7 separate regions of the Mus musculus genome follow, and all the other regions are linked to region 1. A link is a contact called in public Hi-C, HiChIP or PLAC-seq and promoter capture Hi-C data. All regions are on one chromosome and are shown on one strand. The core of a region is the stretch at or near the end of the contact, and the rest is flanking DNA. Distances in the headings are between cores, read along the strand shown. Region 1 holds the start of Taf8 (TATA-box binding protein associated factor 8). Region 2 holds the start of Tcte1 (t-complex-associated testis expressed 1). Region 3 holds the start of Tmem151b (transmembrane protein 151B). Region 4 holds the start of Mymx (myomixer, myoblast fusion factor). Region 5 holds the start of Mrpl14 (mitochondrial ribosomal protein L14). Region 6 holds the start of Mrps18a (mitochondrial ribosomal protein S18A). Region 7 holds the start of Mad2l1bp (MAD2L1 binding protein).

Evidence for each region. Promoter capture Hi-C pulls out the DNA fragments that hold promoters and counts their contacts. Hi-C and Micro-C count contacts between places; a contact is called where the count stands out from the background. HiChIP or PLAC-seq counts read pairs in DNA pulled down with a chosen protein or histone mark. Capture Hi-C pulls out chosen DNA fragments and counts their contacts.
Region 2: a contact with region 1 is called in a promoter capture Hi-C map of cranial neural crest. The contact joins the promoter of Tcte1 here to the promoter of Taf8 in region 1. A contact is called at or near these places in 2 of 39 promoter capture datasets (cranial neural crest and liver).
Region 3: a contact with region 1 is called in a Hi-C map of B cells, with 7 read pairs. The contact joins the promoter of Tmem151b here to the promoter of Taf8 in region 1. A contact is called at or near these places in 2 of 39 promoter capture datasets (embryonic stem cells and hippocampal neurons) and 1 of 484 Hi-C or Micro-C datasets (B cells).
Region 4: an H3K27ac HiChIP or PLAC-seq map of embryonic stem cells shows a contact between it and region 1, with 7 times the contacts expected there. The contact joins the promoter of Mymx here to the promoter of Taf8 in region 1. A contact is called at or near these places in 2 of 39 promoter capture datasets (liver and stem cell-derived epiblast-like cells) and 3 of 115 datasets of contacts at active chromatin or transcription factors (embryonic stem cells and pancreatic cancer cells).
Region 5: a contact with region 1 is called in a Hi-C map of B cells, with 5 read pairs. The contact joins the promoter of Mrpl14 here to the promoter of Taf8 in region 1. A contact is called at or near these places in 1 of 484 Hi-C or Micro-C datasets (B cells), 1 of 115 datasets of contacts at active chromatin or transcription factors (astrocytes) and 1 of 9 other capture datasets (adipose tissue).
Region 6: a promoter capture Hi-C map of liver shows a contact between it and region 1, with 4 times the contacts expected there. The contact joins the promoter of Mrps18a here to the promoter of Taf8 in region 1. A contact is called at or near these places in 1 of 39 promoter capture datasets (liver), 1 of 484 Hi-C or Micro-C datasets (B cells) and 1 of 9 other capture datasets (adipose tissue).
Region 7: a promoter capture Hi-C map of adipose tissue shows a contact between it and region 1. The contact joins the promoter of Mad2l1bp here to the promoter of Taf8 in region 1. A contact is called at or near these places in 6 of 39 promoter capture datasets (cranial neural crest, hippocampal neurons, liver and 2 more), 1 of 484 Hi-C or Micro-C datasets (B cells), 1 of 115 datasets of contacts at active chromatin or transcription factors (pancreatic cancer cells) and 1 of 9 other capture datasets (adipose tissue).

The regions. Positions count from the first base shown.
Region 1 is chr17:47,500,763-47,504,198 of GRCm38.p6, forward strand. Taf8 (TATA-box binding protein associated factor 8) reads right to left here and starts at 1,529. Exons shown (of 9, transcript NM_022015.4): 1 at 1,469-1,529; 2 at 522-678. The coding sequence starts at 1,507.
Region 2 is chr17:45,521,518-45,524,953 of GRCm38.p6, forward strand. It overlaps Tcte1 (t-complex-associated testis expressed 1), which reads left to right and starts at 1,917. Exons shown (of 5, transcript NM_013688.2): 1 at 1,917-2,054.
Region 3 is chr17:45,548,114-45,551,549 of GRCm38.p6, forward strand. It overlaps Tmem151b (transmembrane protein 151B), which reads right to left and starts at 1,564. Exons shown (of 3, transcript NM_001013749.2): 1 at 1,170-1,564. The coding sequence starts at 1,286.
Region 4 is chr17:45,600,351-45,603,786 of GRCm38.p6, forward strand. It overlaps Mymx (myomixer, myoblast fusion factor), which reads right to left and starts at 1,717. Exons shown (of 2, transcript NM_001177468.1): 1 at 1,629-1,717; 2 at 617-1,335. The coding sequence starts at 1,321. The coding sequence ends at 1,067.
Region 5 is chr17:45,684,650-45,688,085 of GRCm38.p6, forward strand. Mrpl14 (mitochondrial ribosomal protein L14) reads left to right here and starts at 1,700. Exons shown (of 3, transcript NM_026732.3): 1 at 1,700-1,778. It overlaps Tmem63b (transmembrane protein 63b), which reads right to left and starts at 1,569. Exons shown (of 24, transcript NM_198167.3): 1 at 1,468-1,569.
Region 6 is chr17:46,109,127-46,112,562 of GRCm38.p6, forward strand. It overlaps Mrps18a (mitochondrial ribosomal protein S18A), which reads left to right and starts at 1,878. Exons shown (of 6, transcript NM_026768.3): 1 at 1,878-2,003. The coding sequence starts at 1,892.
Region 7 is chr17:46,151,869-46,155,304 of GRCm38.p6, forward strand. It overlaps Mad2l1bp (MAD2L1 binding protein), which reads right to left and starts at 1,683. Exons shown (of 3, transcript NM_025649.3): 1 at 1,575-1,683; 2 at 911-1,173. The coding sequence starts at 1,629.

The DNA.
Region 1 (3,436 bases), core at 279-2,778:
GGTGGTGGCACGTGCCTTTGATCCCAGCACTCAGGAGGCAGAGGCAGATGGATCTATGAGTTCAAAGCCAGCCTGATCTACAGAGTGAGTTCCAGGAGAGCCAGGGGTACACAGAGAAACCCTGTCTTGAAAAACCAAAGCGGGGAAGGGTTATATTAAAAAACAAAAACAAATTCAAAGACAGAAAGGAGACGTTCTTGGGGCTGTGGAGAAGACCGAATCCAGTGTTGTTCAGGGATACAGGGCTTTGGACATGGATAACGCTGAGAGTTGTGTAACACTTAATGCCACTTAATGCCGCTGCAGACGACTGAAATGACAAGGTTGCTATTTGTGTCTCTCCCACATGTATAAGCATCGAAACAGTCTCATTCTACAATGGACATGTGTGTTTCTTCTGCCTGAAGCTGAGTCTCTAACAGTCTTCCAAGAGAAGGGGAGAGAGAATCTGGGATGGAGTTCACGGAGCTGGGGGGGGGTCTGTAAAGGAAACAGCGGGCCTAGTGTTTCTTGGTACTCACAGCTCTGCAGCATCTCTGTCAGTGTCTCCACAGACGCTTTCTCGGCACTCTCAAATCCCGCCTCTGTCAGCAAGGAGCTCACAACCACTTGCAGGGTCCTCCTCCGGGCCAGATGGTAGTTATCAGCAGGGTTAGTGGATTGCTTACTTCCCGGTCTCTGGAAATCAGAAGCCCAGAGTGAGACTTTGAACCACTAGATGTGTGTGTTTTGCGCGCGTGTGTGTGTTCCTGCGAGTGCAGGTGCCGCGCTGGCCCGGATTCCGTGAAGCAGGAGTTACAGGTGATTGTGAGCCACTCCACCAAACTCAGGTCCTCTGAAAGACCAGCAAGTCCGTCTTAACCACTAAACCATCTCTCCAGCCCCATTCACTTCTTTCTGGAGCAAAGTTACAGGAGCGGGTCTGTGGTGGGCACGCCTTTATTCCCAGCACCCGGGAGGCAGAGGCAGGCGCGAGAGGAGGCAGGAAGAGAGAGGGAAAAGCAAAGGAAGAATATATACACGAATGATGGTACTGAGCGAATAAATCTACTATCTTCTTGTCCCATCACACCATTTCAGTAACCAGGAAAATTAAACCAGCTACCACCACAGGATGCAGAGGAGAGCTAGGCATCACCGCAGAGAAAGGCAGAGCAAGTAAATATTTTACGAAGTTCCAACTTCGGCCGGCCAGTAAGAGGATAAAAACAGCCTCTTCAGACCAATCAGAAGGAGTTCCGGGTTCCCACCTCAACAAGGAACAAGCCAATCAAGTCTCAGATGCAGCAATTCAGGAGGCCGCTGCCAAAAGCCAAGCAGCGGGGACCGCCTACGGCCAGAGATACTCTCCAGCCCCGGGTCTCAGAGCGGGCCTGGGCTTCTCGGTTCGAGACCGTGGCCCAAACCGTGGGAGAGATCCAGAAGACCCAAACTCTTTCGGCTTCACGCCGCGCCTCTCCACCCTTACCGTTCCGGAGCCACCAGGCCCGGCCGCCGTGTCAGCCATCTTGCTCTTGCGTAGTGTGCGTGAGCGCGGGGCACGATGGGACTTGTAGTTGCGGGGTGGGAGGTGGAGAAGGGCGGGGCCGCGGGTGCCCCGCCTTATAGAAAAGCTCTACGAACACGTGTGAGTCTGGGGTGGGGGTGGAGGGAGCTCGGGATAGCCCAAGCTCACGTGGCGTTGTGTGACCCAAGCTTTCTTGGACACTTAAGTCAGTAGCTGTAGCAATTGATCTGGAAGACGCACTGTGAGATGCACTGAGTTAAAAGAAACATATTTTGTCCAGGAGCCTGCCGTCTGTAATCCTAGCACTTTGGAGCTGAGACCAGAGGATCTAGAGTTCCAGGCTAGCGTGGGCTATGCAATGAATTAAAGGCCAGTTTAGGACTACATAAGGAGACCCTTTCCCTGAAAAGAAAAGAATAAAAATAAAAACAAAAACAAAGCCATTTGTATGAAGTAAGTTCTCAGAAATACACTAAGAATACAATTTGGGTCTGGAGAGATGGCTCAGCGGTTAAGAGCACTGATTGCTCTTCCAGAGGTCTTTAGTTCAATTCCCAGCAACCACGTGATGGCTCACAACCATCTACAATGAGAACTGGCGCCTTCGCAGGGCCTTGGTGGTGCACGACTTTAATCCCAGCACTTGGGAGGCAGAGGCAGGTGGAGTTCTGAGTTCGAGGCCAGCCTGGTCTACAGAGTGAGTTCCAGGACAGCCAGGGCTACAAAGAGAAAACCCTGTAAAAAAAAAAAAAAAGAAAAAGAAAAAGAAAAAGAAAAAGAGGGGCTGGTGAGATGGCTCAGCGGTTAGGAGCGCCGACTGCTCTTCCAAAGGTCCTGAGTTCAAATCCCAGCAACCACATGGTGGCTCACAACCATCCGTAATGAGATCTGATGCCCTCTTCTGGTGTGTCTGAAGACAGCTACAGTGTATATAATAAATAAATAAATATTTTAAAAAAAGAAAAAGAAATCTGGCGCCCTCTTCTGGTGTGTCTGAAGACAAGACCAATATACCCACATGTATGCAATAAATAAATATTTAAAAACAAAAAAACACTTTGGTTCTGCTTGCTCTTCCAGAGGTTCTGAGTTCTATTCCCAGCAGCCACATGGTGGCTTACAATTATCGGTAATGGGATCCAATGCCCTCTTCTGGTGTGTCTAAAGACAGCTACAGTGTGTGTATTCATATAATTGAAACAAATAAATCTCTTTTAAAAATACACTTTGGGGCAGAGAGGTGGCTCAGTAGTTAAGAACACATACTGGGCTGGAGAGATGGCTCAGTGGTCAATCAGAGCACTGACTCTTCTTCCTGGGGTCCTGAGGTCCTGAGTTCAATTCCCAGCAACCACATGGTGGCTCACAACCATCTGCAATGAGTTTGGATGCCCTCTTCTAGTGTGTCTAAAAGACAGCTACAGTGTACTCATATACATAAAATAAATAAAATCTTAAAAAAAAAAAAAAGAACAAACACATACTGCTCTTGGAGATGACCCAAATTTGAGCACTCATATTGAGTGTCACAACTGCCAGGTAGATGATGGGAACTGAATCTCTGGAAGAGAAGAGTACTCTTAACTGGAGCAACTTTGCCCCTTGAATGTCATGGTGGTTTGAATAAGAATGGACCCCCTAGGCTCAAATATTTGAATGCTAAGTCACCAGAGTTGGGCAATTTGTTAGAGGAGAGGTGTCACTGGAGGTGGGCTTAGAGGTTTCAAAAGCTTACACCTGGCCCAGTGTCTGTCTGTCTGTCTGTCTCTCTCTCAATCCCTGCCTCTCTGTCTCTGAGTGTGAGCCTCTGTCAGCCTGCACACCAGGATATAGCATAGGGTCCTCAGCTATTGTCCCAGCGCCATTTACACAGCCATGCTCCCCACCATGACTGATAAACCTCTAAAACTGCAAGCAGACCCAATTAAA
Region 2 (3,436 bases), core at 667-3,166, 2.0 Mb before region 1:
AGGGTGTCTAAGGTACAGGTGTGAGCCTTGAGGAAACCTAAGGGAAGTGTTTGAGCTGAAGGAATGCCCGGGTGAGGCCACGGGCAGTCAGACCAGTGATGGACTTTTCTTGCTGAGATAGGCTCTGTTTGGTTGGCCTGGAACCCCCTGTGTAGGCCAGGCTGATCTCGTAACAGAGATACACACCTGTCTCTGCCTTCCAAGTGCTGGGATTGAAAACATACACCACCAGGCCTCATCAACAACAGGCTTTTAAAAGTTAGCACAGGGGGCTGGTGAGATGGCTCAGTGGTTAAGAGTGCTGACTGCTCTTCCAAAGTCCTGAGTTCAAATCCCAGCAACCACATGGTGGCTCACAACCATCCATAATGAAATCTGATGCCCTCTTCTGGAGTGTCTGAAGACAGCTACAGTGTACTTACATATAATAAATAAATAAATATTTTTTTTTAAATTTAGCACGTGCCCCAAGGTGGAGCTGAAGCAGAAAACAACTGAAGCCGGGCCTGAGCAGATTGCTCAATAAAGTATTTGCTCTTTGAGCATGGGGACCCAAGTTCAAGTGGCAGAAGCCACAAAAGCCAGCCTTGGTGGCGCACCTTCATAATCTCCCAGCTGTGCAGTCAGGGAAGAGTGCACAGAGACGGGGCGGGGGGGGGGGGGGGATGGGGATGGATTCCCCCAGTTCCACGAGCCATCTAACTAAGCCTGGTCTTTGAGCTCCAGGGCAGCAAAAGACCTTTTCTCAAGGAGGACAGCACCTGAGGTCACCCGCCACATGCATGTACATACCTGTGCACCTATCTATACACACAGAAGCATGCGCAAATAGAGCAGCTGAGACCGAAGCCCAGCATTTGAAGCACAGTGGAGCCAAGGAATGTAGGGAAGACCCTCCTCTATCAGAACAAAGCTGCCAGGCAGAGCTCTACCTAGACACAGGAGTGAGGGGTGGGTACAGCAGTGGGAGTGCACATTTTCATAGCAAGGATTCCCTGACACTGTATTAACTCCGAAGCGTGGGGCTACACGGTGCCAGAGTGCACACTGACTACCATGTAAGCATCTGGAGTGAGGATGTAGCTCCGGTGGCCCAGTACCAAGCATGGACTGAGCCCTGGGTTCAATTCCCCAGCACTGCAGAAACACGATTCCACTCTCTGTAATCCGGGCTCTGGAGAAGCAAGGCATGTGCAGCAGAATCAAGATCATCCACCGACTATACACACGATGGTTTGTAAGCCTCATGTGAGAGCGTGAAGGGACATGGGGACAGAAGCATGGCTCCTCACTGCATGGCTTGACCGCTGGACCTTGGTGGTAGGTTGGTCTACTAGGTTTTACCGCGGGCCCAGCTCTTTCGTGGCCACCAAGCTGAGGCTTCAACAGAGGCAATCTGACCAGAGAAGCTAGCTTAAAGCTAAACTTTGCTTTCCTAGGACAGACGGACACACACACACACACACACACACACACGCACACTCACAGTCTGCTGTCCCTCTGCTTTAGAGAATGAGTTCTTCTATTCCATATAGCCTGATCCCCGGAGTCGTCTCTCCTGCCTTGAGAGCTTCCGCCAGGCTGAGCGAAGGAGCGCTCTGGAGGCCCAGGCCCTTCCTGCCTCTGATACTTGGTTCACATTAGAGATAACCGAAGGGGCTCCCCAGCAGAGTTGGGGTCCACAGCTCGACCACAGGGGAATTCCAGAGGCTTAAGTAACTGTAGAAAGTCCCTCGCTTCCCCTGTCTCCTTTGTTTTTCTTGGGCCTTCTTCTCCTCCCCCCCTCCGCCCCCCAACTCCTTATCAGAAGTACATCCTCTAGAGCCACGCGAAAACCTTAATGCATCCCGAAACACGCAGCCAGAAAGCACGAGCGGAGGCCGAGAGCATAGGGTCGTTTTCTGAGCACGCGCACTAGGGGCAACCGAGGAGGAGGGCGCCAACGCCCAGGGCGGAGGGCTCAGGGTCCGCCCCCTGGCGACTCAGGCGTCCCTAACAACCAACTGCGCCAAGCCAACCGCCTCAGAGAGCAGTCTCCTGGGTCCCCAGAGCAGGTGAGGTGACCTCCGGGAAAGGGACCCCCAACTCTGATCTCCCCAATCAGACCATGCTGGTTAAGCTCAAAGCCCTGCCAGCTCCTGCAACCCACGCGGGTCTATGGCCCCGCAGCCGTCATCTTAGCTTCGTATGTCCTGTAATGGGAGAACCCATTCTGCAGTTACATGAAGCCCCCAGCTCATCACGCCTGTCTTCTAGAGGTGGGATCCAGGCTCTGCATTCCACACAGCGACTATCTGTAAACTGGTCTAGAGGTCTAGAATTCAAGTAAAGAAATGGGGAGACCTGGGAAGAGGAGAGTCCCCAATCCTCAGCTGAGGACAATGCTACAGGCCCTGTGGGTTCTGCACGTCCCCCATGGACCTGGTCTCTCTGAGTTACCAAGGGGAGGAGAAGAGAGGAGGCTGGAGTCGTGGGTAGAGCTACTGCAAGTGTCCCTTTCCATAGAGCTGACTACAGATGCCTGAGCTAGGATGGGGAGGACCCAGAAGCTATGAACAAGCTATCTCCCTGAGCCAGAGACCAAACCTGGGCTCTCAGAAAAACAGTGGTTGGTTTGTTTGTTTGTTTGTTTGTTTGTTTTAAATTCTCTCTTCCTTCAGCCCATAAACTGGGACTTCACAACAGGACTTTGGGCAATAGAGGGCAGGGAAGATGTAAACAAAAGCCCAGGGCTCTGAATACAGGAACCTGAGACCCAAGGAGGGCTCTTTGTGGGGAGCATGGGGTACGCGTGGGTGGGAAGCTGGCAGAGAGGTGGATGGAGACCCTAACCTGCCCCTGCAGCAGACCACCACAGCTACACTTGCAGAGAAACATGGGGCGTGACAGGCCCATTTGAGTAGTGGCAGGAACCTCCCTGACGTGGCCAGATTTTACTGGGGACTTGAAGAAGGATGAAAAGGGAAGGAATATGAGGGAGAGATCCAAGCTTGACCCAGTCTGTGAGCAACATGCGCTCCCAGCGTGAGCAGGGCAGAAGAGCAAACCTGCAACATTCTCTTGGGCCCTTGTGGAGACCTCAAGCCAAAGTCGGCCACAATCCAGCCTTAGGGAAGCGTCTCGGCAGCGAAGTAGGTGAAGGCTGGGGCTCCACAGTGGTGACCAGAGAACCCACGGGGGGAGGGAGTTCCAGAAACCTTTCTGGAACTGAGATGAGGTGAGAAAGGGGTACCTCAGAGAAGCAAGAGGGCCCATGGGGCAGATAAGCAGTCCGTCTGGCTTGCTGGCTTGGTGACAGCGAATCTCTTCAGTTTTCTAAGCCTCAGTTTCCTCTTTTGTAAGGTGTGGGCAATGGTGTTATGGTGACAAATGTCAATAATGGACATGAGGGCTTAGTGAGCTTCGTATAGGGGAGGCTGCTAACGAGTGCCAGCTC
Region 3 (3,436 bases), core at 314-2,813, 2.0 Mb before region 1:
GCAGGCACATAATCAATAAAGATTGAGTTTGATTGCTCAAATAACCTGTCTTCCACTCTTTTTGCATTGTTGCACACATGTGTGTATACACGCACACACAAAGACACACACACACACAAAGACACACACACACACAACCTTCTGATGCAGTTCTGACTGGCCCCTTTAATTCTTCATGCCTGGCCTTGGGACCAGTCAGAAAGAGAGAGATAAGGCAGTAGAAACCAAGTGTTTTAACCAAGTTAACAGCAGAGGCCCTAGATTTCTGGGCATAGTTAAGAAGAACAGGAAACAACACAGAGCAGGTACCTGCAAGGCAGTAAGAGGACAGCCTTTCAGGAGCTGTGCCTTTGGAAGCCGAGTGTATAGGTGCACCTGTGTGCCCGCCTGGTCATGTGCTTGTCCCAATGTGAGTACAACCGAAAGGGGCTACCCACACGTCCATCCCCACTCTCCTCCTGCCTCCGTGCAATATGCACGGTGTGCACCAGTGTGGATGCAAGGCTGGAACTTAGAGTTTCTACTTCCCTTAGTTTCTTTGTCTCCTGGTTTCAAAAGACTAAAAGTAGGACCCTAGCAAGGTACCGCACAGTACTGACTCAGAAATTCTTAAGCTTAGTGCCCCCTAGGGGGAGCATCAGGCATTAAGAGAGAGAGGTGAGCAGCAGCCCCCTTACACACACACACACACACACACACACACACACACACTCTCAGTGACACCAGGGGGTATGGCCTTTGTACCCGTCTGATCTTCCTATGATCCCAGCTAGGGTGACAACATCACTTCCCCCAAGGCACTCTTCTTGCCTCCGAGCACTCCCAGTCCTCCCTCCCGGCCTTCAAGGTGGGATGCCGCCCACCATCCTCACCTGGGGGATGGCCTAGCCCTTCTCTGCTAAGCCGGGGGTCTGCGAGGCTCCGCCCAGGGCCCCTCCCCCTGCCCCGGACCCCCGTGAGCCCCGCCCCCGACACGGCCCCTTCCTAGCCACAGCGGACTGCGCGGGCAGCCAGGTCGGGGCAATGCTGCTGGACTGCGGCTGCAGCGGCCGGCTCGGGGTGCGGGGCGCCGGCCGCTCTGCGGCGGAACCGGCGGGGACCGCGCGAGGTGCGGGGGATGGGGGCCAGGTCGCGGTTGTACGGGGGAACCGGGGACCGCCGGCTCTCACCTCCTCTCGGGCGGGGCCCTCGTCCGCCGATGCCATGGGCTCCTCTGGGACCCCGGAGCCGCCACCGCCGCCGCCGCCGCCGGCGCTCTCTCCCGCGGCCGAGCCAGGGGGGGACATGGCGTAGAGGGGGCGCGTTGAGCTCAGGACCTCCCGGGGGGCTGCCAGGGGCCGGGGGCATCCTGCGCTGGTCCTGAGGAGGGGGCGCGAGGGGCGGGGCCCTCTCTGCTCCCCACCCCCCGCCGGGGGGAGGGGGCCTAGAAAGGGCACGGGGGAGGCTGGAGATGGGGGGATGGGTGGGAGGGCGGACTGAAGGGGCCGGGCTGGGGGGGCCGGGGCCGGGGGCGGGTGTCACCTTGAGGCCCTCGCGGCGCCGCTCCGCCTCCCGCCCGCTCCCGCCGCCGCCTTTTGTCTGAGCCGAGCTGGAGCCAGCGCGCCCCCCCTCTTCCTCCCAGTGCATCAGAGCCCCGCCCCCAGCCCCCCAAACTCCGCCTCCCCCAAGCCTTCCTAATAACCACCACCACCACACCGCTAAAGGGGAGAAGCAACAGGGGCTCCCCGCACCCTTTCTGTCTCTCGGCCCTGTTCACCGCATCTTCCTTCCGCCTGCCCCTTCTGGGAAGATCTCAGCCTCAACTCCTCTCCAGCTGTCCTCTTAGAAGGGCCCTGGCGAGCGGGAGGATCAAGCAGCGTCGGTCTCCCATCTCTGGTCCCACAAGTCCTTGAAGCTGAAGGCTGGGGAGAAGAGAATGAGTCTGGACATTTTAGGGAAGACCCTTATTCCTAATTTGTATGGTAAAGGGTTAAGGCAGAAGCCGGACTCTAGAGGCGCTGAAGCTAAATCCAAGAAAGGACTACTGGAGGGCAGAGAGAGGAGCCGCAGGGAGGCTCTCCCTCCTTCCCAAGAGCAGCCCCAGAAAAGCGATCAAGTGCATCCAGTTCTCTAGAACGGGGGGGGGGGGGGGGGGTGTAAAGGACACCTGAGTCCTAACTCTTAATTCTGGCCCTGCCATAAGTTGTGTGGCCTTAGACAAACACTTTCTCTCTCTAAGCCCTTGTTCTGTTCCTCCCGGGTACAATGAAAAAGTCCACTAGTCTGCCGAGGTAGGGAGGTCAAGTCACAGACCACAGCAAGCTGAGTGACTGCCAGTAGCCAGGCCCTGTATGCTGCCCACCCACTGCTGCTTTTCCCTGCGTTGACTAAGACACACAAGAGACTGGCAGTGTTCTGCCTGCGTGCATTCCTGGTGTATCCATAAGTAAACAAGTACTCGGCACCTACTGTATGTCATGTATAGAAATAAAATGCAATTTCCTACCTTCAAAAGGCACAGCCTAGTTGAGGAGAAGACATGCAAACCAGTCATTATAATAGATTGTGATAAAGACCGGGCAATGGTTGTTCTGGGTGTGAATAGTCACTGTGCCAACCCACTGTGTTACTGGGGTCTTTGTCAGACAGTAACTGTTCTTCCTTACCCGGAGGAGACCAAGGCATGAGGAGGACAAGTGAGTGCTTACGGAACCACCTGCCAGCACCCACAGGATGACTCCTAGACTTCAGAGCTTTCTCTTTGTGAAGGGAAGTGACACACATCTGAGACAAGAGGATCAATACTTAAGGCCAGCCTGGACTAGATACCAAAACACTGTCCAAAAAAAAAAAAAAAAAAAAGGGTGTTAGGTAGTAGGTTGGGGTGATAGCTCAGTGACAGAACACTTGTCTAGCATTTGGGAAGAACTAGCTTCAATTCCCAATTCCAGAAGTTCCTTTGGAGCAGGGGATGACCTTGAGGCAGTGTTGATATCATATCTGATCTCTGGGGTTAGGAAATAAGCATACTGAGGTGCCAGGTTTCCCCTTGCCTCTTCGGATCAGGAAAGCCACTCCTTGTATCCCCCCACCTCTGCCTGCTCCCCCCACCCCAGTGCTTCTGCTTCCACGCCCCATTTCCTATTCCTCCCTCCTCAGAGAGAACAGATGGTCTTCTATTCACCTACTGCTTTGAAGTGTCAGCCTGAATGACCCTCTTTAGATCAAAAAGTCCGTTCTCTCCCTGAACAGGACGTGCGGAGTCTCCAGAAGGGAAAACTTCTCCTTCCCACCCATGACACAAGAGAAATCTTGATACCTCATTCTAGTGGCTCCAGCCCACTGCTTCGCAGCCAACTCTAGCCCCTCACTCTGGTTTCAGCCTGTCTCACCACATTCTGTCTTCCCTGTACAGACAGAAGGCCCAACACAGGACTCTATGCTGTCTCCTAACCTA
Region 4 (3,436 bases), core at 467-2,966, 1.9 Mb before region 1:
AGATGTCCCTAAAGGTCACGCATGTCCCCACTTCCCGGCCCACTGCCTGCTGACGAGTTTTCTTTATCCCACTATCGAGCTGAGATGTCTCCAAAGCACACCCGGGATCAATTTCCCTGCTCTGTCAGCCAGCTAGCCTTCCTGCAACAGAGATCTAAGCCATTGCTGGGCGGGCCGCAGGAGGACATTCTAAATGAAGTTACACAATTCCAAACTTGTAGCTTGTGAGGACCGAGGGACAGACAGATGGAACAAGTTATCCAAAGGAAGTCTTACCAGTCAGTGCCTTCACCTCTGCCCCTTCTCCAGCTTCCCACAGATACCAACCCAGAGGTAGGCGAGAGTAGGGGTGGTGAGATTTTCTGAGACACCTCAGTCATCCAACACAGAGCCTGGAATTAGCTCAACCGGTAGAGAGAGCGCTTGCCTTGCGTGCATACAGTTCTGGGTTCAATCCCTAATACCACCCAAACTAGGCTTGGATGTGGTGTGTGCCTGTAATGCCAGTGCCTTGGAAGTAAAGTCATAGAGGACAGAAATTAGTTCAAGATCATTTCAGGAGTCTAAGGCCAGACTGGCATACATAAAACAGTCTCAAAAACAAAAGCCACCACCACCAATAACAACACACTGTCCTCGTTTATTGACTACCTGCTGCGTACCAAGCTTTGAAAGTACTCATTCTTTAACGGGAAGCAAGGGCTTATAATTTTAAGGTAGACGGGACAGTTTGGATTTAAATACCACCTCTTAGCTAAATTGTCTTGAGTCTAAGTGAAACATCATCTCTTAACTGACCTTGATACCCGCATTTGCAGGTCCACCCTGGAGGCCAGAGATAAGGCAGAGGGAGCTGCAGAGAGGAAGGGTCAATCAACACAATCTGTAGCCTGCTAGGAGCTAGGGGAGTGGGAACTGTTCAGGTCAGAGCCCTCTTGCACTCAGCCCGGACTGTCTTCGCCCACTGGGCAGTCTGCCGTCCATGCCCGTGCGTGCGGACCGACGCCTGGACTAACCGGCTCCAAAAGTACTTTGATGGGCGTTGCTGTTTCCAGGACCCGTGGCCTCACTTCTGGGGGCCCAATCTCTCCTTCCTCTGGGAGTGGTCCACTCTGGAGGCCTCTCCAGAATCCGGTGGCTGTTGCTGGCTGAGGACAAAGAGCAGACAGCTCAGCAGAGCCTCTCTCATGTCTTGGGAGCTCAGTCGGCGGGCCAGCCGGCGCAGCAAGGGCAGGAGGTGCTGCCGGGCCAGGCGGGCAACAGGCAGCAGCAGGCGGGACAGCAGCGATCGAAGCACCATCGGGAGCAATGGAACGGGCATGGCAGGACCTGCACCTGCAAAGGGAACCCGGGTTTTAGACTGTACCTCAGGCACGCACCTCACCTGGCAAAGCAGGGTGCGGGGGTGTGGAGTCCTCCCTTCAGCTTATACCTCTGTACTCCCCAGTTTTCAACTGGATTAGTTTTACAGTGCAGCTTTCTTCTGGCATGAAAGCTGGTTAAGGAGTTCACTCACTGTTATCACAGATGGGAAGGGAGCCCAGGGCTGGAAGGTGGTGGGGACTGAGGCTAGGGCCTTTTCCAGAACCCACTTCCTTTAATCCCTCCCTCCCTTTGCATACTCTGACCTGAAGCCTGAACTTCTTGCCCTCCTGCTCACCAGTTCTAACCGGCCAGTGGCAGCTCTCACCAGTCAGAACTGCTCAGAATCAATTTCAGGATGCTTTTGCCTGCGGTGGATTCAGCATCACTGGACATCACAAGGGAGCCCCACCCCCCTCAGCCTCCACCCAGCTCTGCTCAGCTTGGGTGTGGAGCGGGGCGGACAAGGAGGGAACAGCTGTGTTCTGGCACCTGGTATATTCGGTCCAGCTGCTCCCTCTTGCCATCTTAGGAGGAGAAGACAAGAGGGGCCATGTGCAGGAATTCCCCATGGGGTGGGGTGGAATGGCGGCAGACTTCAGCGTTGAGCTGTACTTTCTAGCCCTGTGACCTGAAGCGTGTGGACTCTTCTGGGATCCAGTCACCTCAGGTGTTACCTTTGGAAATGGAGGAATCAGAGAAGAGGACAGCGTGTGTGTGTGTGTGTGTGTGTGTGTGTGTGTGTGTGTGTGTGACACCTCAGATGAAGCTAAGCTGTGTTCAGCTTACCTATACCACCCCAGTGGCCAAGCCAACCGTGACCTGCGGAGTCTCTGATGGGCCCTTTTAGGGTACAGGATGGGAGGCACAGTTTCTGTTTTAACTGAGCACAGTTACATAGGGCTGGATATACATCAAGGCCTACTCAAGGACAGAAGAGCATACAGTTCTAGACCTTCTCCAGTCATTTCCCTGCCTCACTCTAAAGGATATATATACATATATATATATACATATACACATATGTTTTTATGTATGTATTTTAAGTATATATACATACACATGTACATATGTGTGTATACATACATACACATATATTTGTATATATATCCAGCTATATCTGGTTGGGTGTATGGCCTAAGTTTTTTATTTGGTTTTTGGGGGTTTTGTTTGTTTGTTTATTTTTCTTTTATTGTACGGGGTTTATCTGTGTAGCTCTGGCTGACCTGGAACTCACAGACATCTTCCTGCCTCTGCCACACAGTATGTTTTGTTTTAAGATTTTCATCACCCCATCGCCCACACCCCCACATCCCCACCCCTGCCTCAGTCAGAAAGCAGCTGTAATTCCAGGCTGGGTCCAATGCAGATGGTGGCTATTATGGTTGGTTTCAATGTCAACTTGCCACAAATTAAAATCATCTACATAGGGAGCCTCTCCCGCAGAACTGCCCTGATTGCCTTAATTGATGCAGGAGACTCTCCAGATCAAAAGGGTGTGGCCAAGGCAGATGCTCAGATCTCTGCTGGATTGGCCTTCCCTTTAGCCCTTAGTAGGTTTAATTAAATTATTTAATTTTGATCTACTCATTTCATCCGTTCTGTTCTTCTAGAGAACTGATAGAGTATGCATGAAGTGTTTTTTGCAAACTTCAAAGCTGTGGGAATATGGTTCCTTCTTATCTGTCATTAGCTGTCCCCATCAGTATCAAAGACCCTGACGGAAGAAAAGATTAAAGATTAAAAATGGAAACATGGAGAGGCAAGAATGTAGAACTACAGGGAGCACGCTTCTCTCTCGTTTGTTTTGATGTGGTTCAGTAGCCACAAGCTTGTCCCACCTAACCTACCCACTCCCCCACTCCCCTTCCCCACACCCCATGGGCCTGCCTGCCCCGCTGTGTGGATGCCTAGCAAAAACAGGTGAGTCTTGAGTTCTTGGTCTTGCTCAATTTCTCACCTTCACCTTGCAGGGAAGCGACAGGACAGCTATTTAAAAGACGAGGGACCTGAGGTAGAGAATCAGGATACCTTCATGCTGGATAAACGGCCAGGCCGCACCCCAGAGCTGACC
Region 5 (3,436 bases), core at 450-2,949, 1.8 Mb before region 1:
TAACTAATCACACTTTTAGATAGACACGGAGGTTCAGATAGGTTAAGTAACTTGCCAAGGTCGCACAGCTCAAAGAACAGCGGAGCTGGGATTTGAACCGGGTTTTCTGTTACTCTGCTGTACTTGGAAGGAATTTGTACCGATGCCAAAAAGGGGTTCTTCGCGACTTATCACCCATCTTCTGCCTCAAAACATCCCCACCCACCTACTCGCTCACTCCCTGGCCAAGACTTCAACAGCAGGCCCCAGCATGTGCTACCTGGTACATGCCAGGACGTAGACCCTCTGGTACCCGGGAGGACAAAGGTGCTGGCAGCATACCCACCACCTGAGCCTGGCAGCCACTCCCCTTCCCCTTCTCTCTTATATCTGGAAGGCAGAGGGCTGTGGTCCCCTCTTCAGGAGGCGTTGGGTACAATCTCATTCACCCGACTACTGCAGACCGGGAGGAGGTTCAGGGTCAGGGAGTGGTACTCGGTAGAGAGCAGAGCCCCAAGCCCCTCTGAGCAACCGGCCGCCAGACTTCCGATCAGGGGACCAAGGCGGGTGGCAGCACAAAGCTCCAAGGGCAGCCAGCCCCTCTGACCTCTCTTCCCCACTTCCCGGGCATCCTTGCTTTTTCTGAGCAACACAACGACAAGCTTTGGGACAGTCCGCACCAGGCGGTCAAGACGGCCGGGAGGGACAAAGCGCGCCCCCTCCCCCTCAATAGGGCCTTTGCCTACTCCGGATTCGCGTCTGAATCTTCTCCCCACCGCACCCTCCAACGCAGGCCCGGGCGGCTCATGAATGAACTGCTCTGTGTGGGGCGCAGGAGAGGACATGCTCCCCGGGCCGGCCGCCCTCTCCAGCCCGCAGATCAGTCCCCACCAGGGTTGGGGCAGCTACTCGTCTGGTGCTAACACCTCGAGCCCTGCCCTTTGCCCAAGCATGAACCCCTTGCTTGAGGCCGGCTTCGTCCCCAGCAACAAGAAAAAGAATTAAAAAAAAAAAAAAAGAGAGAGACCGAGGGCATTGGACTTGGCGACCCTAGAATGCAAAACTCGGGGGCGGAGGCGGGTGGTTCCCTTCAGCGGCGCCGGCGGCTGGGGAGCAGCTGGGACCGGAGGAGGGCCGCGCAGGGGCCGCACACCTGGACGGAGCAGGTGGAACTAGAGTGGCACTCGAGGGCCGGGACGCAGGGGTCCCACGCCTTGGAATATTCCTGAGGGGCGGGGGTAGAGGACGGCGCACATCTGGAGCCCCGACAGGGGTGGGAGGACTCACATCTGGCAGGGACGGTGCGGGTTTGGGGACAAAGCGTGCCTCCGTTGGGTCCCGTGGGGCCCGGGCACCTCTGGGTCCCGCAGGAGGTGGAAGGGAGGGGACGCGCAGCTGAGTCCGGGTGCTTTTTTTTTCCTTCCTTGGGGTGGTGGTGAGATCCTATGAGCCAAGTAAGGGGTGCTGGGGAGGGGTCCGCGTACTCACCCCTAGGCGCAGACTCGGCTCCGACTCGGGAGCCCCGGCTCCGGGCGGGGCGGGGCTGGGGAGGGGGAGGGGGAGTCGCCGGGCGGCTAGAGCTCTGGGCTCCTGCGGCGGCCGCGGCAGCGCGTGGGGGAGGGGGAGCAGAAGGAGGGAGGGAGGGCCGGGGAGGGGCTCCCGCAGGACCCGCCCCCACGCCGCACACGTAGAAAGTGCGCGCGCACTCACGGAGAACCCCTGGCGCGCAGGCGCAGCGTGCGGGGCGGGGCCTTGCCAAGCGGGGGTCCGTGGCGGGAGATTCCCAGGCTGTTAACGCGGTACGGTGGGGGCTCAGGGGAACACCTCGCACCCCTCGCGCTGCTTTTCCCGGTTTCTTCTCTGCAATAAGGGAGGCGCTGTCGGGGAGGGGTGAGGACAGGCCTTACTGGAAACCCAGTGTCAAGTGAGAAGGGTGCTCACTCTTCGCGAGGCCTCAGATCTGGACCCTCTCGCTGCCTTTTTGCCAAAGGCTTCGGGGTCCGCGCCTCCCACGCGCCCCCGATGCGCCCACCTGCTTATCCAGTTCGGGATGTAGAGCCTCGGGGAATGGGGGCTGAGATCTTGCCTGGGTTAAGTGGCTAGGCCGGTTGCTTTGACGCGTCTCCCGCAGTTTTATCTGCTTCTCTCTCTTGCTGGGCCTGGAGATGAGTTTGCTAGAAACTTCTGTGGTGTAAAGAGGGAGTCTTTGCTTTTGCTTCTGTCAGGCTGAATGACTCCTTTTGCACCGGGGATTCCCTGTATTCTCAGTTCACCAAAGACCTCTCCTAGTGGGGGGGTGGGGTTAAGACTTGAGAGTTGGAGAGGTGGAACGCCCCTTTTCTGTATGTCACCACACATCTCGAATACAAAGACACGACAGATACCACCTGTTAAATTTCGAGGTCTTAAAGGGGACAGAAGAAATACTGCTTCCCGCTGTACGCAGTAAGTGAGCTTTACACGCTGAGACTTAGATGAGGAACTGTGTAGCGGTCACAAGAGGCGAGACGGGATCACCTTGGATTACTTGGGAAATGGTGGCACCCAGGGAGGGTCTTGCATCACGACTGGACACTACCATCCTGGTCACTGTGTTTGCTGTATGTGGCTATTCAGCTGCTCGTTTTGTAGCTGGGGGTTTGCAGCTCTAAGATTTGGTCTGTTGAAGTGTCTTTCAGACACTCCCATGAGTGGCTTGGAAATCAGTTTAGTAGATCATGGCCATCGTGTGTGTGTGTGTGTGTGTGTGTGTGTGTGTGTGTGTGTTGCGCCTACAGTAGGTATTCTGTCTTGGGACACAAGGGCATGGGGGTGTATTAGGTGTCTTCTACTGTTTCTGTGTGTTGTAGAAAAGTTTGGGAAAGTATTGATCTCTTGTATACCTCTCGCTTTCCTTAGCTTGAGTTTTTAGTCAGTTAAATCCTCTGAAGATGCAGTTGATAGTACTAGTAATGAGCACATTGGAATTGGCCATCAGTGGGGTTTGCCCGTAATCCTAGATGTAGGTAGCCGTTAAGGATGTCAAGGCCATCCTTAGCTGCTTTGGGTGTGTAAGGCCAGCTTGAGATTGCCTGACACCAAGTCTCAACAAATCAAACCAAACATACAAATTCCCCAACTTTGAGGATTTTGGTGGTGGTAAGGGAAAGAAGATGGAGCTGCGTCTGCCGCTGTAGACTGCCTGGGGCTGTCACTGAGAAGCTGTATTGAGGAAACAGGTTTTGATGGGGCTGGTGGTAATGGTGGCACACCTGTGGTGGCACAAAGCCCTCCAAAACCAAGATTAAGGACTTTTGCATCATCCAGGATTCTGGACATCTAACTGCGGCATATATCCTATAACAGCGTGCTACTTGAGAAACGGGTTCAGGAGCTCAGAGGCTCAGACTCCCACTTTATTATTTTTTTTAGAATAGTAGAATTCCAGAAACATCTTCCAGTGATCTCCAGAAGCCCC
Region 6 (3,436 bases), core at 628-3,127, 1.4 Mb before region 1:
TAAACAGGCTCAGAAAAACAAGATGGCTCACAACAAAGAGCATGAATGAATGAATAAACATGAACCGTGGTGATTTCCTTGTTCAAGATAATTGGTGCTCACCTCAGGATTCTCTGTTGTATTTATTCCTTTTTCCTTCATTTTTTTTCTACTATGACCAGGTTACCTGTTTTCTTTTAACCTGTCTTTATAGAAAATGAAAGCTGGTTTTGAAAATATCATTTACCATTTTCTTCATTCATTCATTCATTCGTTCGTTCGTTTTAGAAACTGTCTTTTTCCTCTAGCTTCTTGCCATTTGATTTAAGCAGAACAGCCCAGAAACACTCAGTTCAGTTCCAGCCCATTCAGTGGCCTGAGCAGTGGGAACCCAGTGCTGGCCGGGCTCTCCAGCCTTCAGTAGGAAACTGCTGGACAGGCACAAGGAGGACATGCACACCCCTCAGTCTGCCACCTCTGGTGGAGCAGCAGTGAACCCAGGAGCCAGGGTGACCCATACATCCTTCAGTTCCTCCTTTCCACAGCCTTTTCATTGGCTGCGTGCTCTTTCTTCTATGTCTCGTCAGGGTCTCTGTAGGGGGAGAGATCAGGCATGACCGCCCATGGATGCTCACACAAGGTGTACATCCATGGGAAGAACTTAATGGGTCAGAATCCACTACATCACCCCCAACTGAGTGAGCTCCCTTTTATGATGCATGGGCTAACTGATTGTTTCCAGCTGAAAGGCCACATCTCTCAGCTTCCCTTTCAGACTACGAAGTCATTTCTACTCCTGTAAGGGGCTGTTGCCCATCTTCCCTTGCTGAGAATAAGCATTGTCCCTGCTAAGGACAAACTGAGCCTCTCTTTCTGTCTCTCTACAGCTGCCTTTAAATAACCTAGCATAATGGTGGTGCAGCAACCCGGGCTTTGACACCAAATGTTAGATCTCTTAGGCAGTGTAGGGAGACAGAAGACCGAAAAAGAGGCTAAAGCCTTTTCTCCGCAGAGAGGTCTGTTCATTCCAAAACAGTGAAGGACAAAAGAGGTGCCAATGTGGGAAACGCTGGCAGTGACTCTTTATAGGGGGGGAGGGGGGAGCGGTGTTGTTTCCATTCATAAAGAACTAGGGATGCCCTGGGCTTCCCAGGATGCAGCCACAAGGGTGACTAGGGTGGCCCAGCTTCGCATTCCTCTCTGCACTGGCGGACTGACCAAAGTCATTTGTAGGAATCCTGTCTCCTGACCAAAGCATTCTATAATTCCAAACCCTGCAAGAAATCAGGGAAGTGTATATAAACACAAAGATTGAAAGTGTGTATAAGGGGCTGGAGAGATGGCTCAGCGGTTAAGAGCACCAACCACTCTTCCGAAGGTCCTGAGTTCAAATCCCAGCAACCACATGGTGGCTCACAACCATCTGTAATGAGATCTGACGCCCTCTTCTGGGGTGTCTGAAGACAGCTACAGTGTAATTAGATATAATAATATCTTTGGGCAGGAGAGCAAGCAATGATGGCTCACAACCATCTGTACAGCTACAGTGTACTCATATACATTAAATAACTAGCTAACTAACTAAATAAATAAATCTTTTAGAAAAGAAAAGAAAGTGTGTATTAGCAACAAAGATCGGCAGGTGGGAGGGGTGGTCAACTGTATTCCACCTCTGATGCTGAGGGCCAGAGTCCTTACCATCCCAATCTGTCCTGACAGGTCTAGCCTCAGTCACAAAAGCTGCCCAGCAGGAAGAAAAACTAAGGAAACCGGGTGGCGTGTAATTTACAGACAGAGGAGGTGACAGAAACAGAAGGGATCGGTGACCACGAGAAACCCTCCCGCCGCACAGCGGCTGCGCACACCCCTGCTCCGGAAGCGGAAGTGCACACGCGGTCAGGTGCGTTCCAAGATGGCGGCCCTCAGGGCTCTGGTGTCAGGCTGCGGGCGGCAGCTCCAAGCGTTCCTGGCAGGCCCCGCTGCCACTGGCTGGTTATGGCTTCCAGCTCGCGGGTTGAGAGAAGGTGAGTCCCAGGACCCAGCGACCCCCGGGACTTGAGGAGAGCGTCGTGACACTTCAGCCAGCCGCGATGTGCCCCTCCCTCTCAGCGACTCTGAGACCCGGGAGGTGCGATCCCCCGCGGGCCGCTTAAAGGCTTTACAGACGCTGGCGGGGTGGCTTCACCTCCCGGTTCTCAGTGTCTTCCGAAAGTCAAGGAGAACTGAGAGAAAGACCTGGTCGTTTAAAGATCAAAGAGAAGAATGTCTCAGAGTTCAGAAAAGCTATAAAGGCTGAGTGTTAATTCTCCCATCATTTTCCAAATCGCCTCCTCCTTGGTTAAAGCATGCCGCCAAGCCCACCTTATCAATTCTTCTCTGAAAAATGTGTGATTAAATGGTCACTTTCTCTGCCTAAGCTACGGACTTGTAAGATAGCAGCCAAAGTGCAATGGCAGTTGAACAACTAAGACTTGCTAAATGTTAGGTCTGCATTTCATTAATATTAAATCTGGAAAGGTAACCAGATTCTAGCATCATCTGAGACCTTACTGAAGGTCAAACGCTGTGAGTCTAGCTGTAAAAGGACTGTAAAGGGAAAAAGCACGGCTTCCTTGGGTTCTAACGAGCTATGTATACATCCCCACCAATAAACGGAAGTTATCCGTTTGCATGAAAAAGTACAGTAAGATTCTGTAACCAGAAATAGCAAAGTCAGTTTGAAATTTTCATAAAGAGGATGCTCTTGAACAGGCTCGTAAAAGGATGGAGTTTGGCAGAGTGAAAAGGTCTTTCTGGATATAGTCTTTTCTGTATTCTGTGAGAAGCAGGAAAGGATAAGTGATGTAGATAAAGAAATGATGCGGGAAGGGACTTGTCTTTAAAATTGGCCAACCAGGGAATATTAGTTAAAACTGAGAAATAAGTTGGGCGTGGTGGCTCACAACTTTAATCCCAGCACTCGGGAGGCAGAGGCAGGCAGATTTCTGAGTTTGAGGCCAGCCTGGTCTACAGAGTGAGTTGACAACCAGGGCTATACAGAGAAACCTTGTCTCGAAAAACCAAAAAAAAAAAAAAAAAAAAAAAAGAATGGCAGATAGATAAACTGGGCAGTGGTAGCACCCCTTTAATCCCAGGAGACAGAGGCAGGCAGATTAAGTTCAAGGCCAGCCTGGCCTACAGAGCGAGTTCTAGGAGAGTTCTAGGACAGTTAGGGCTACATAGAGATAACCTGTCTTGAAGATAGAAGAAGGAGAAGGAGAAAGAAGGAAGAAGGATGAGGAGGAAGAAGAAGAAGGAAAAAAGAAGAAAGAGTGGCCAATAAGGGATTCAGTTCAGGGGAATCAAGAGATAATTAAGGGGGCATTTGTGTGTGTGTGTGTGTGTGTGTGTGTGTGTCAGATTAACTCATCAAGAAGGTCACCAGTGAGATCTTGTGGATGGCAGAGTGGACTCGGAT
Region 7 (3,436 bases), core at 433-2,932, 1.3 Mb before region 1:
ATAAGTCCCTAGGGGAAGTTGAGGTAGCCAGGTCTCAGAGACCAGCCTAAACTACATAGTGAAATCTTGTTTTGGAAAAAAAAAAGTTAGCTGGGCAGTGGTGGCACACGCCTTTAATCCCAGCACTTGGGAGGCGGAGGCAGAGGCAGGCAGATTTCTGAGTTCGAGGCCAGCCTGGTCTACAAAGTGAGTTCCACGACAGCCAGGGCTATACAGGGAAACCCTGTCTCGAAAAAAAAAAATTAATTAAAGAAGATCAAACTCATGTGCTGGAGAGATGGCTCAGCAGTTAAGAGCACTAACTGCTGCTCTTCCAAAGGTCCTGAGTTCAAATCTCAGCAACCACATGGTGGCTCACAACCATCCCTAATGAGATCTGACTCCCTCTTCTGGAGTGTCTGAAGACAGCTACAGTGTACCTACATATAATAAATAAGCACACGCCTTTAATCCCAGCACTTGGGAGGCAGAGGCAGGCGGATTTCTGAGTTCAAGGCCAGCCTGGTGTACAAAGTGAGTTCTAGGACAGCCAGGGCTATACAGAGAAACCCTGTCTCAAAGAAAACCATAAACAAACAAACAAACCCTTGTGCCAGAGTGAGCAGGGCCGGAGCGGGCAGAAAATGTCCTGAGTTTGATTCCCAGGAATCACATGATGGCTCACAACCATCAGTACAGCTCCAAAAAGAACTAATAATATCCTCATACAACCGGTAATAGGAAGAGTCTCAGAAAAAGAACAAGAGAAAAAAGGGAGAGACCCAAGTGCAGAGAAAATGAGGCAAGGAAGGCTCTGCAAAAGCCTAGACTTGCAGGGAGGCTGAAGACATCTTAGGTCACTTTTCTACTTCCCCATCATCTATGAGCCACAAAGTCTTCCCACCAATTTTCTCAGAAAGCCTGCACATACCTGGGGAACTTTCCGGTAGAAGTGCTTCAGCTGTTCATAGGGCAGAGGGAGCTGATGGCGCTGGTACAGGATATGCTTGAGAAGTTCACAAGTAAACTGGCAGCAGTCTTCCTGGCTCACAGGCCCGGGAAACACCACCGGCACCAGGTCTCTTGGGCAAAAGGGCTCCGCAGGATTGGAAGGTTCCTGGGCTGGCGGGATGACAGTCTCAAGATCTACTTCAGGAGCATGAGTTTCTTCCGGCTTCTCATACCAATCCAAATCTAGTCCATAAGTGAAAAGGTAAAGAAAGGGGAGGGGTTGTCAAAGTCAGCGTTAGTCTTAGCGTTCCCAGAGGCTCCATCAGCAGACACTCCCATAGGTGACAGGAAACCTGATACTGGCCGGGGACGATTTAAGTGACATCAGGGACAGGAAAGGGGGCTTTAGAAGACTGAGACTAATGTTTCGGTATGAAATATCAGGGGCAGAACACCCAAGGGGACAGGGCAGGAAAAACAATTCCACTTAAGGGCGAGGGAGTGACTTGCAGAGATAGGGCGGACTGGGACACCAGGAACAAGGACAGAAAGGAACGACGGAGGAAACGTCAGCCACTAAATGCATCTGGGGAGGTAGCAGCAGGGAAGAAACGAGTCCCCAAGTTATGGATCCCACGCCTTACTTGGGGCAGCAGCAGGGGACAGTTCGGACATATCCTCCTCACCGGACGCAGCCATCGCGACTGCCAGCCTAGTCGTCCTGCGGTTAAAATAGACGCCCCGCAAAGAATCATGGGAAGCTTAAGCTCCACTTCCGGCTCTTACCAGCCAGAAGGGACTCAGCGCAGCCGCTGAATGGTGGAGGTTGGAGATGACTTGAACCACACCCAAGCCGGGGAGCTCTTGGCCCCTCCCACTTAGGCGACCCAGTCGTCCCCTGGGGCTGGGGATGCCTTCATTTTTTTTTTTTTTTTTTCTCAGCAATAGTTTCCAGCACCCACCCCGCCCCCAACCCCCCATTCTGGAATGTCCTTAGAGATAGAGCCAAGATTAAGTAAACTAGAAGTTCACCTACCCCTCCCTGGAATTCGCTTAATAGTGCTTTAAATCCAGCCTTTGAACTCACTTCGGGGTCTCTCTATCTTGGTAATGGGAGACTCCAGCATGTTGGACTTCTGCAGAATAAAACACTCTTTGTGTTTACATACTGTTTGAGTCTGGGTTATCTTTCTTGAGCAAATCATAGACCCTTTTTTTTTTTTCTTTTGGTTTTTCCAGACAGGGTTTCTCTGTATAGTCCTGGCTGTCCTGGAACTCACTTTGTAGACCAGGATGGCCTCGAACTCAGAAATCCACCTGCCTCTGCCTCCCAAATGCTGGGATTAAAGGCGTGCACCACCACGCCCGTCATAGACCCTTATAATACTATAAAGAGTTAAGGTTTTTAGCAGGACAGTGGCGGTGCACGCCTTTAATCCCAGCACTCAGGAGGCAGAGTTCCTGAGTTCCAGGCCTACCTGAATTGTTAAGGTGGTAATAGATAAACGGCATCAAGGTCATGACAGGAATTCCCAAGTGAAGTTTGAACTTGATCTCACATAGGGGGATGAATAAGCTTTTTCAAAGTAGGGCAGGAAGGAATCCTGGGAGATGCCACAGACATAAGGAAGCTTGCTGCCAAGCTCGATGACCTGAGTTCAAACAGGACCCACAAAGTGAAAGGAGAGACTAGAGTCCCTCTACACCACTATGTAACAGGCTCACTCACAAACACAAATGGGGAAGTGACGCGAGTACATTAACATGTTATGGCTGGGTATGGTCATATCAGCTTTAATCCCAGCACTGGGGAGGCAGAGGCAGGTAGATCTAGAGTTTGAGGCCAGCCTGGTCTACAGAGTGAATTCCAGGATATCCAGGGCTATACTGAGAGTCCCTGTGTCAAAAAAAAAAAAGGGGGGGGGTTTATAAGGTCAAACATGTAACGATAATAAATAAGTTCTTTGTTGTTGCTGTTGTTTTTCAAGACAGGGTTTCTCTGTGTAGCCCTGGCTGTCCAGAACTCATTCTGTAGACCAGGCTGGCCTCGAACTCAGAAATATGCCTGTCTCTGCCTCCCAAATGCTGAGATTAAAGGCGAGCGCCACCACTGCAGGGCAAAGAAGTTCATTTTAAACTTGGCTATTGACATGACTGGAGACACGGGATCAGTTTATAGAGTACATGAATCCTGAGCTTGATTCCCAGCATTACAAAAAATGAAACCCCAGCCTACCCCAAGTGACTAACAAACACGCAAATGGATTCCTAAAATTTTTTTTTCAACATACATACAATTTTATCACTAACTAAAGACCAAATCAAATTTGCATACTAATAAAATAGATGTACTTGTAGAAATATATACTGACTTGATATTTACTCCCAAGAAACAAGAACCTACTAAGCCTTTGTTTTCTATTACTGAGCCATTAGGCTTCTCTAAAAGTTTGGGGCCGGAGAGATAGCTCAGCAGTTAAGAGCACTGACTGCTCTTCCAGAGGTC